2 separate regions of the Mus musculus genome follow, and region 2 is linked to region 1. A link is a contact called in public promoter capture Hi-C data. All regions are on one chromosome and are shown on one strand. Each heading gives the region's core, a stretch centred on a gene start, on an enhancer-like site or on the middle of the called end of the contact. The rest is flanking DNA. Distances are from core to core; before and after follow the strand shown.

What was found. Promoter capture Hi-C pulls out the DNA fragments that hold promoters and counts their contacts.
Region 2: a promoter capture Hi-C map of hippocampal neurons shows a contact between it and region 1, with 2.9 times the contacts expected there. The contact joins the enhancer-like site here to the promoter of Rhbdl3 in region 1. A contact is called at or near these places in 4 of 39 promoter capture datasets (cranial neural crest, hippocampal neurons, pre-B cells and 1 more), 1 of 15 datasets of contacts at CTCF or cohesin (pro-B cells), 26 of 484 Hi-C or Micro-C datasets (B cells, the C2C12 cell line, CD4 T cells and 19 more), 3 of 115 datasets of contacts at active chromatin or transcription factors (astrocytes, embryonic basal ganglia and neural tube) and 2 of 9 other capture datasets (embryonic stem cells and liver).

The regions. Positions count from the first base shown.
Region 1 is chr11:80,298,713-80,302,570 of GRCm38.p6, forward strand. It overlaps Rhbdl3 (rhomboid like 3), which reads left to right and starts at 2,200. Exons shown (of 9, transcript NM_139228.3): 1 at 2,200-2,559. The coding sequence starts at 2,449.
Region 2 is chr11:80,668,400-80,672,257 of GRCm38.p6, forward strand. It overlaps Myo1d (myosin ID), which reads right to left. Exons shown (of 22, transcript NM_177390.3): 11 at 2,450-2,620. The region is part of intron 2 of Gm38907 (a long non-coding RNA gene); the gene reads left to right. Among named protein-coding and RNA genes, the nearest start is that of Gm38907, 52 kb to the left of the region's middle. Within about 2 kb of position 1,807, at least 35 of the 459 cell types and tissues checked have an H3K27ac peak or open chromatin away from gene starts, as enhancers often do. A contact at or near this core is called in cerebral cortex and hippocampal neurons, where this site is marked.

The DNA of each region.
Region 1 (3,858 bases), core at 950-3,449:
CTCCTGCTGCTGCATCAGTCTAGGAGGGATCTTTTCAAGTGTTACTGTCTTCTGTAACAGTATCAGTGTTCTTCTGTGTCTCCTGCTGCCCTTAGGATGGAATCCAAACTCCATTCTCAGGAAACTAGCAGCCCTCTCTCTCACGCCTCCCCTCAGGCTGGACTCTTCTATTGATGCTGGTGTAGTTTGATTTCCAACCATGCCAAATCCCTTGCAGTTCCCCTTCCACTCTGCACGCTGTCCCCTCTGCCTGAATTGCTGTGTCTCCTGCTACAGGGCTATGGAAGTGCTTCCTTTGGGAAGACCTCCTGGATCCACCAGGGCCCCTCCTCTTCCTTTCAGGCTGTAGGACTCCTGAGTTTCTGTGGAACCCAAGATTTGTTGAACATGGCTGTGTGCCCCACCCCACCTCCACACACACACCAAGATAAACCACTTATAGAGGACAGGGCTTGTCTTTCGCTCATCCATGTACCCTCAGAGATCTCCCCTAGTGTTTAATAAGAGCTCAACAAATGTTCAGCAATGGGAAGGTAACTTCCCCATGAGGGGGTGACTGAGTTGGATCTGTTGCTAAGAGCTGTCCCTGGGCTAGAGAAGAGAAAGCTTGTGAGGACTAGCTGGGGGGGAGGGGGGTGTGTCAGTGGATGCTGGACATCTCTGCAGAGTGGCCTTCTCTTCCACGCACCTGTCTCTTTCCAATCCCCCTGTAACCAGGCTTTCAGAACCAGCTCTTTCCCAAAGGTCTGAATGTAACAGAGCCAGCACTGCTCATGTTATGTCCAGCCAACGGTAGCAGGGGAGGTAGAGACAGGGTCCCTGGCCCTCAGGGCCCCAGCAGTTGCTTATCCTAATAGGCTTTTTTATCAGAAAGAATTCAGCCTCTCTTCTGTCCCCTGAAGGCAGTTTTCAAAAAAATCACACCCCCATGCAGACAGTTTTATTTACAAGGAAATCTTGGCAGGATCTTGACTTGTTAGTAGAGTAGAGATGGGGGAGGGGTGGCAAGAAACAAAAATAGTTGGAATGATCACACTTTCTGAAACCGAGATGAAAATTGGTGTCTGTTGCAAACTCACCTAATTAGGATGGAACTGATTTCCTTCTGGGTTTAAGAGGAGTAGTCAGTGCTGGGCGAGATGGTCACAGGTTGGATCCTGGGTTTGCACGATGTGGTTACATTTGCGTTATGAAAATGAAGGTGTTAATTGCAACTTCTGATAATAATAATAATCCTTTGGACGTCGAGAGGGGTAATGATGATGCGGAGAGGTTGAAGGGCTTTGGTTCTGTATGTAGGCTGCCGGAGGAGCGGGGGTGGGGGTGTGTGTGGGTGTGGGGAGTGTGGGAGGGGGAGGGGCGGCTGAACCAGGACTGAGCCCCTGAGCCTCCCTTGAGGAGCATCTACCCCAGCCCGGGCACTGGCACAAATTATAGTTAGGTGGGAAGATCGCTTTTCCCACAGGTACTCTGTCTCCCATTTTTCTTCTTTAAACATCCTTTAGTACTTTGCTAACTTCATTCCTGGTTTTTAGTTTTAGTTTTTTGTTTTTGTTCCCCACCACCCCCACCCCCACCCCCGGCCAGCTCTCCCCCCACCCCGCAATCCCTCCCCGGCACTCCACCCCTCCGCTCCTGTCTGGCAGGGCACTACTTTCCTGGATTTAACATGGTCGAGAAACCTGAAGATAGCATACAGCTCTAGATGGAGAGGTAGGGCAAAGGTTAGGATTTAGGGTCCCAAACCACCTGACCTTTCTCTCATCTCTAGGCTTTCCCAGACCTCCCAGAATCCAAGACCACAGCGAACAGAGAGAGGTCTTAAGGGTGGCTGGTGGAATCCAATTTTCACATCTCACTCTCAATTCAGTCCTATTTAACCCTGACATGGCCAACTTCGTGAGAACCTCGCTTCTGCCTCCGTCACACAATCTGCTGCTTCCAAGTGATGGTTAACCCGGTGCTGAGCTGAGCAGGCTGAGGGCAACGCAGTCCCCATCTCCGGGCGGGAGGAGCGGCGGCTTGTCGCTCGCCTCCCGGCAGCCAGCCCTCCCTCTTTCCCTCCCTCCCTCCCCGCGGGCGGCCTGGGGGGGCGGGGGCCCCGCGAGCAGCCCCGCCCCCGCCGCGCGCCACCCCGGAGGAGTCCGTGGGGAGGAGGAGGCTCGCGCGCAGAGCGGGGGCCGCGCGGAGCGGGAAGGAGCGCGGGGAGCGGTAGGGCCCGGCTGGCCCAAGGGCGCCCTGCCTCGGGCCCGCGACAGAGGCCAAGAAGTTTGGCGGCTAGGGGCCCAGCGCCCCGGGTCGCGGGGGCCGCAGTGAGGGCGGTGGGGAGAGCAGAACCATGGGAGCGAGCGCGGAGGCGGCGAGGGGCGCAGCTAGCTCCTGGAGCAGCACGGCCGCGGCGGCGCAAAGTTAGCCCGGCGCCCCGGGACGAGCGCCGCAGTCTGGGCCATGGGCGAGCACCCCAGCCCCGGCCCCGCAGTGGCCGCCTGCGCGGAGGCTGAGCGCATCGAGGAGCTGGAGCCCGAGGCCGAGGAGCGACTGCCCGCCGCGCCAGAAGACGTGAGTGCCCCCTCCTGTGTCCCTCAAACTTTCTGGGGGGCGCCACGCGGGGAGACGCCACTGCCTCAGCTCCCTACCCCGCAGACAACTTAGAGGCTTCAAGGTTATGTCACCGGAGCGTCCGGGATGAGTCGGGGGTCCCCGAGGGTAGGAGAGATAGGTCTCCCCCAAATGCAAGCGCGCGCTCCCCACCCCGCTCGGGTTCCCGCGGCTTCACTGCGGGACACAGCCCGGGCCACTGCGCCGGGAACCTGTCGGCTGCCGAGCCCCCTCCCCGCGGCTGGTGCAGTGCCCGGGACACGGCGTTTTCCTGCAGAGGCGGCCGCGTCACTGTAGTGACTTCCCCTCCCCTCCCCTCAGCGACCTGCGGACTCTGCAAGCCCGGGGAAGGAACCGGCGCCGCAGATGCCCAGTCTCTGATCAGCGCAGACCGCTCTGGAGACCCCTTCTCGGCTGCCAGATTAGCTCCCGCCGGCGTCAGTCCGGTCGCGACACTGATTGAAATTCAAACTGATCTCAGTCCCTGAACCCAGCCAGAGCTAGCTGGGTCGAAATGCTCCCAGCAGGGGGCTCAGGAGTCCCTGACCACCTCGGTGCCAGGAACGGTCCCCTGGGGCAGGGTAGGGAGGGGTTACTCCAGAGGGCTTTCCTGCCATCTGCCGCTTAGATCTCTTGTCTGCTGTCCTGGGAGGCGAGGCAGGATCTGGAAAGCCCCGGGTGCTTGAGTTGATGAAACTACTCCCTCTCGGCACCCTGCCTCGGACCTGTCCCTCCTTCAGAGTAAAATTAAACCAGAAACCCCAGCCTACGAAACCACAGCCAGCAAATCTGAATGGGCCGGGAGTCTAACATCTCTCGGGTTTGCGTAACTAAACCTGTCACTTTGTCCTGGCCCTAACTCCTGAGAGAGTCTTCTGTATTCAGTACTTGCACTCAGTCTTGGAAGCATATTGGGGAACACACACACACACACACACACACACACACACACACAGAGTGCTCAAGCAGGGGCGAGTCTCCTGAGCAGAGTCCTCCAACAGACAAGGTCTGAAGGTGTACTCCGGGAGTAGATGTGGACGTGACCTTTCCGTAGCAGAAGTTATCAGAAACCCGGAGACACGGTTGGGAATCGTCCTTGTTCTCATTCCAGCATCTGACTGTGTTCCCCCCCCCCAAAAAAAAACACCCCATTCCCACACCGTACTGTGCGAGTTCTGCCTTCGCTCACACGGGGACTTTTCAGGTTTCATCTGGGGGGCCCCTGAACCTGATTCTGACTGCTGGGCAACAGCTGGGAGG
Region 2 (3,858 bases), core at 557-3,056, 370 kb after region 1:
TATTAGGTAAAATTCCTCAGAAGATGAGGGATGGCTCAGTTGGTATAGCGCTTGCAGCATATACATGAGGACTTGATTTGGATCCTTAGCAATTACATACTATAATTGGGTACAGTGATGCCTGTAATCCTAGTGCTAGTAGGGCAGAGACAGGAGGATACCTGATAGCTCTATCAGGGAGGTCCAGGCTCAGGGAGAGACCTTGTCTCACAAAATAAACTAGGTTAGTGGGATGGCTCAGTGGGTAAAGAGGCTTGCCACAGAGCCCGAGTTTGATCCTTGGAAGTTACATGGTGGAGAGAATGAACTCCTGCACGTTGTCCTCTGACTTTCACATGTGTGTCAAGGCATGCATATGCATGCACACACCCAAACACATAAATAAATGTAAATTATTTTTTAAAAGTTGGAGAGCAATAGAGAAGATATAGGACATTGACCTCTGACCTCCATATATGCTTACATACAGACATAGACACATACCACATATACACAAATTCCCCAAAGAATATACTTTAAATATTTCATTTCAGTATTTATCCATGGGATACTGAGGGAGGAGGAAAAAGAAGTAGGTACTTGGTCTGTTGGGAAACTGGGACTTCCACCAAAACCAGTAACAAAGAAGGAGATAAATAAATAAAAGAGAAAGCAATCAATTACTATTACTATTAGGATTTCCTATCAAAACAGTAGCAAGTGTTTAAACACAAGATGTTCAGTTGCCTTAAGGAGAGATTACAGCTTAGTGTGTTGGCATGCAGTGCCAGCATTAGACACTTGCGTGGCTGAGGCTCAGTACAGCCCTGAGGTCTGAGGCCAGTCTGAGCAACACAGAGCTAGAGTCCATCTCAAAAAAGAAAGAAAGTGAGATTACATTTCAAAAATACTTGAAGGATTAGATGGATGGCTCAGTGGTTAAGAGCACTTCCAGAGGAACTGGGTTCAAGTCCTCCTTCCCACTCCTGGCCTTTTAGGGGACTGTATGCACATGGTGTACATTCATGCAGGCCAAATGCTCATACCCATAAAGTAAAATGAAAAAAAAATTTTTTTTGCCTGACTGATTTACTTAATTCAGCTATATAAATGGCTGAATGGCAAAAGATAGAATAATAATTTGGGGTGTCACTTTTGGGACTTACAGATATCTATTTAAATATAAACAATTTAAGAAAGATTCATTTGGTATGATAAATCAATATAATTTCACCAATACCGACTGTCTAGTATCCAGAGGGTACATCAGTAGATGAATCTCCACAACCTGTGATGATATCTCTAAACTCCCTTACAGTCCGCCATTTGCCTAGATAAAGGTACCCCCTAAATGTCTCACTGAGACTAGGGTTACTTTCCATTTTGTACAGTTTTGTGCCCACCTCTGAGGACTAGACCTGCTTAAACAAGAGGTGCTTAATCAGACGTTTGGGTCTAAGTGGGAACTGGCTGAAGAGACCTAGGTTCTAAATGCATTAGCTGAAGACCAGCTTGTAGCTACAAGTAACAGCCCTGAGATAAGTGTCAGTTAATAATCAATTTGCAGATGATTCACACCCTATTTATAGTTAATGGTGGAAGTTCTCCATTAAGATTACATAATTCCAAGGGGACGGAGTTAGGAAGTAGATTTATTCATGCAGCAGTGGCAATGTGCTGCAGACTTACAGAGAAACAAAACTGCTGCCCATTTCTTTCTAGATGGGAAGGAACAAGGCATGTTTTCCTGGCAGCGTCTGGTTCCTGAACAAGCTTGCATTTGTGAGGAAGCCTGGGGTGATGACGAGGTGTCCCTCCCCAACACAGACTTCTAAACAAACACAATTGATGAGCATACTGCATATATAAGGTCTCGCACAAGAGTCTGTGAACCACAACTCCTACCAATTATTGTACAAATGTGGTTTATTTGTGACATTTTTAGATTGTAAAAAATGGAGACTTGGAAGTTTACTCAATATACTAAAAGAATGCATTTCTCCATAACAACCATGACTGCAGCTAAAATCTCTCATTTTTAAGCAGGTCCCAGGGTCTGAAGAATGCAGTCAGAACACACTCCATATTTTGTCACTGAGGACTGTGGTGGAAAGTCAAGGACAAAAGCAATTTCTTATGCAGAGCTATCAGATGCAGGCATAAAATTCTAGCACATGGACAAGTACTCAGCATCTATTGGCTACAAATGACATCATGCTTTTAAAGAATCCTGTTCATTTTTCCTGCATCTAGCAAATGCCTTAGTCTGTAGCTCCCTCTCCTGGATACTATAATTCTGTCAACCTCACCACTGTATCAGAGAAGCAGAACTCACAGAGAGATACATTATTAATCAGGCCTTTCCCCTTTATTTGACTGTACATTCTTTTAACCTATTATAAAGCAACGTTGCCCTGCCAAACAATAAGCAAAAGTCTTATAGCTCAAGATAAGAGGAAGGTCTTATTACCTTTCGGCTGGAAAAATGACCATGTTTGCCCAATTTACTGTTAAGGGCCTCAAGGAACATTCCGTCAGTGACTTTGCCAACATTCATACACGCGTCATCCAGGATTGCAATGATGCCTTTGTGCTGCTGCTCCACGAGGTCCACAATGATCTGGTTGTTGAAGTAATCAATCTGCAGGACAAGCAGGAAAGCAATGCCCAGGAGAACAGGAACCTCAACAAGCAAGCACATAGGTGTCCCCTTCCTTCACCTCAGTGTCAACTGGGCAGACAGTCAAGCACACATGTTAACGGAGGTCTCCGACCTAATGCCTTCACTCTTGTGCTATGAAGGGAACATCAGTGATGACTGGACTAAGGCAAGAGTGATTAATTCTTGTCTTTGTCCTTCCTGCCTCCCCATCCTACATCCAATCCCACTCTTTCAATTGAGATTAACTTTGCTTTGGGGACATGTAATAAAATGTAAGCAGACAGTTTTGATTCTCATGGTAAGAGGAATGTTACAGGTTCTGAGTGGGTGAAGGTCAGGATGCTGTTAAACCGTTCAATGCAGGACAGCCCCACTGCAAGAATTACCCGTGTTTTCATGTTTATATGTTCAGTACTATATTTTCAGTTATGAATAAAGTTATTTACACCTTTAGAAAAATGTCCTAAAATACAAAAAAAGGAAGGAAATCTGTTACTGGCAAACATTTCAAATATTAGGACTATGAAAGTAAAGTCTTCTGTCCCGGGTATAAGAATTACCTTAAAATTTCAACTGTATTCCTAGAAGCCACTGATGTTGGCTGAAGATTCTAACGACTCTTGTTTTTAAGTTTAATGGTGCTTTAAGCACTGCTTAAAGATGCTTTTAAAAGTCAGGCGCTTCTGATGACCTGAATGCCCATGAGCTGGGAGAGATGTGCAAGGTGACTTATGGATACAGAGGTCCCGTGTCATACCCTCACTCCAAATGCAAACACTTTTAACAGCAACTTTCTTCCTACGACTATGGAATCTGAATAACAAGCTTTATAACTAAAATCTAAAATCCAGCTATGTCTATATAAAACATACAATGTATACAATATATTCTTAGAAAGCTTCAGGCAAACAATGTAATTGAAAATTGAATTTTAACTTTATGGGAGTTCACTAGAGTATGAAGTTCTCAATAGTTAAAATGATTTGTAGGGGCTCCAGAGATGGTGCAGTGCTTAAGAGCTCTTACTGCTCTTGTGGAGAGAGATACCTGATTCAGTTCTTAGCACACATATCAGGTGGCTCACAATCCCTGTAACTACAGCTCCAAGGTTTCCAGTGCCCTCTTCTGGCCTCCATAGAACCCGTAAGCATGCTGTGCACATACAGACAGGCATGCATGCACACAGAAGGAAAAATAGAAATTTAAAAACCAAAAGC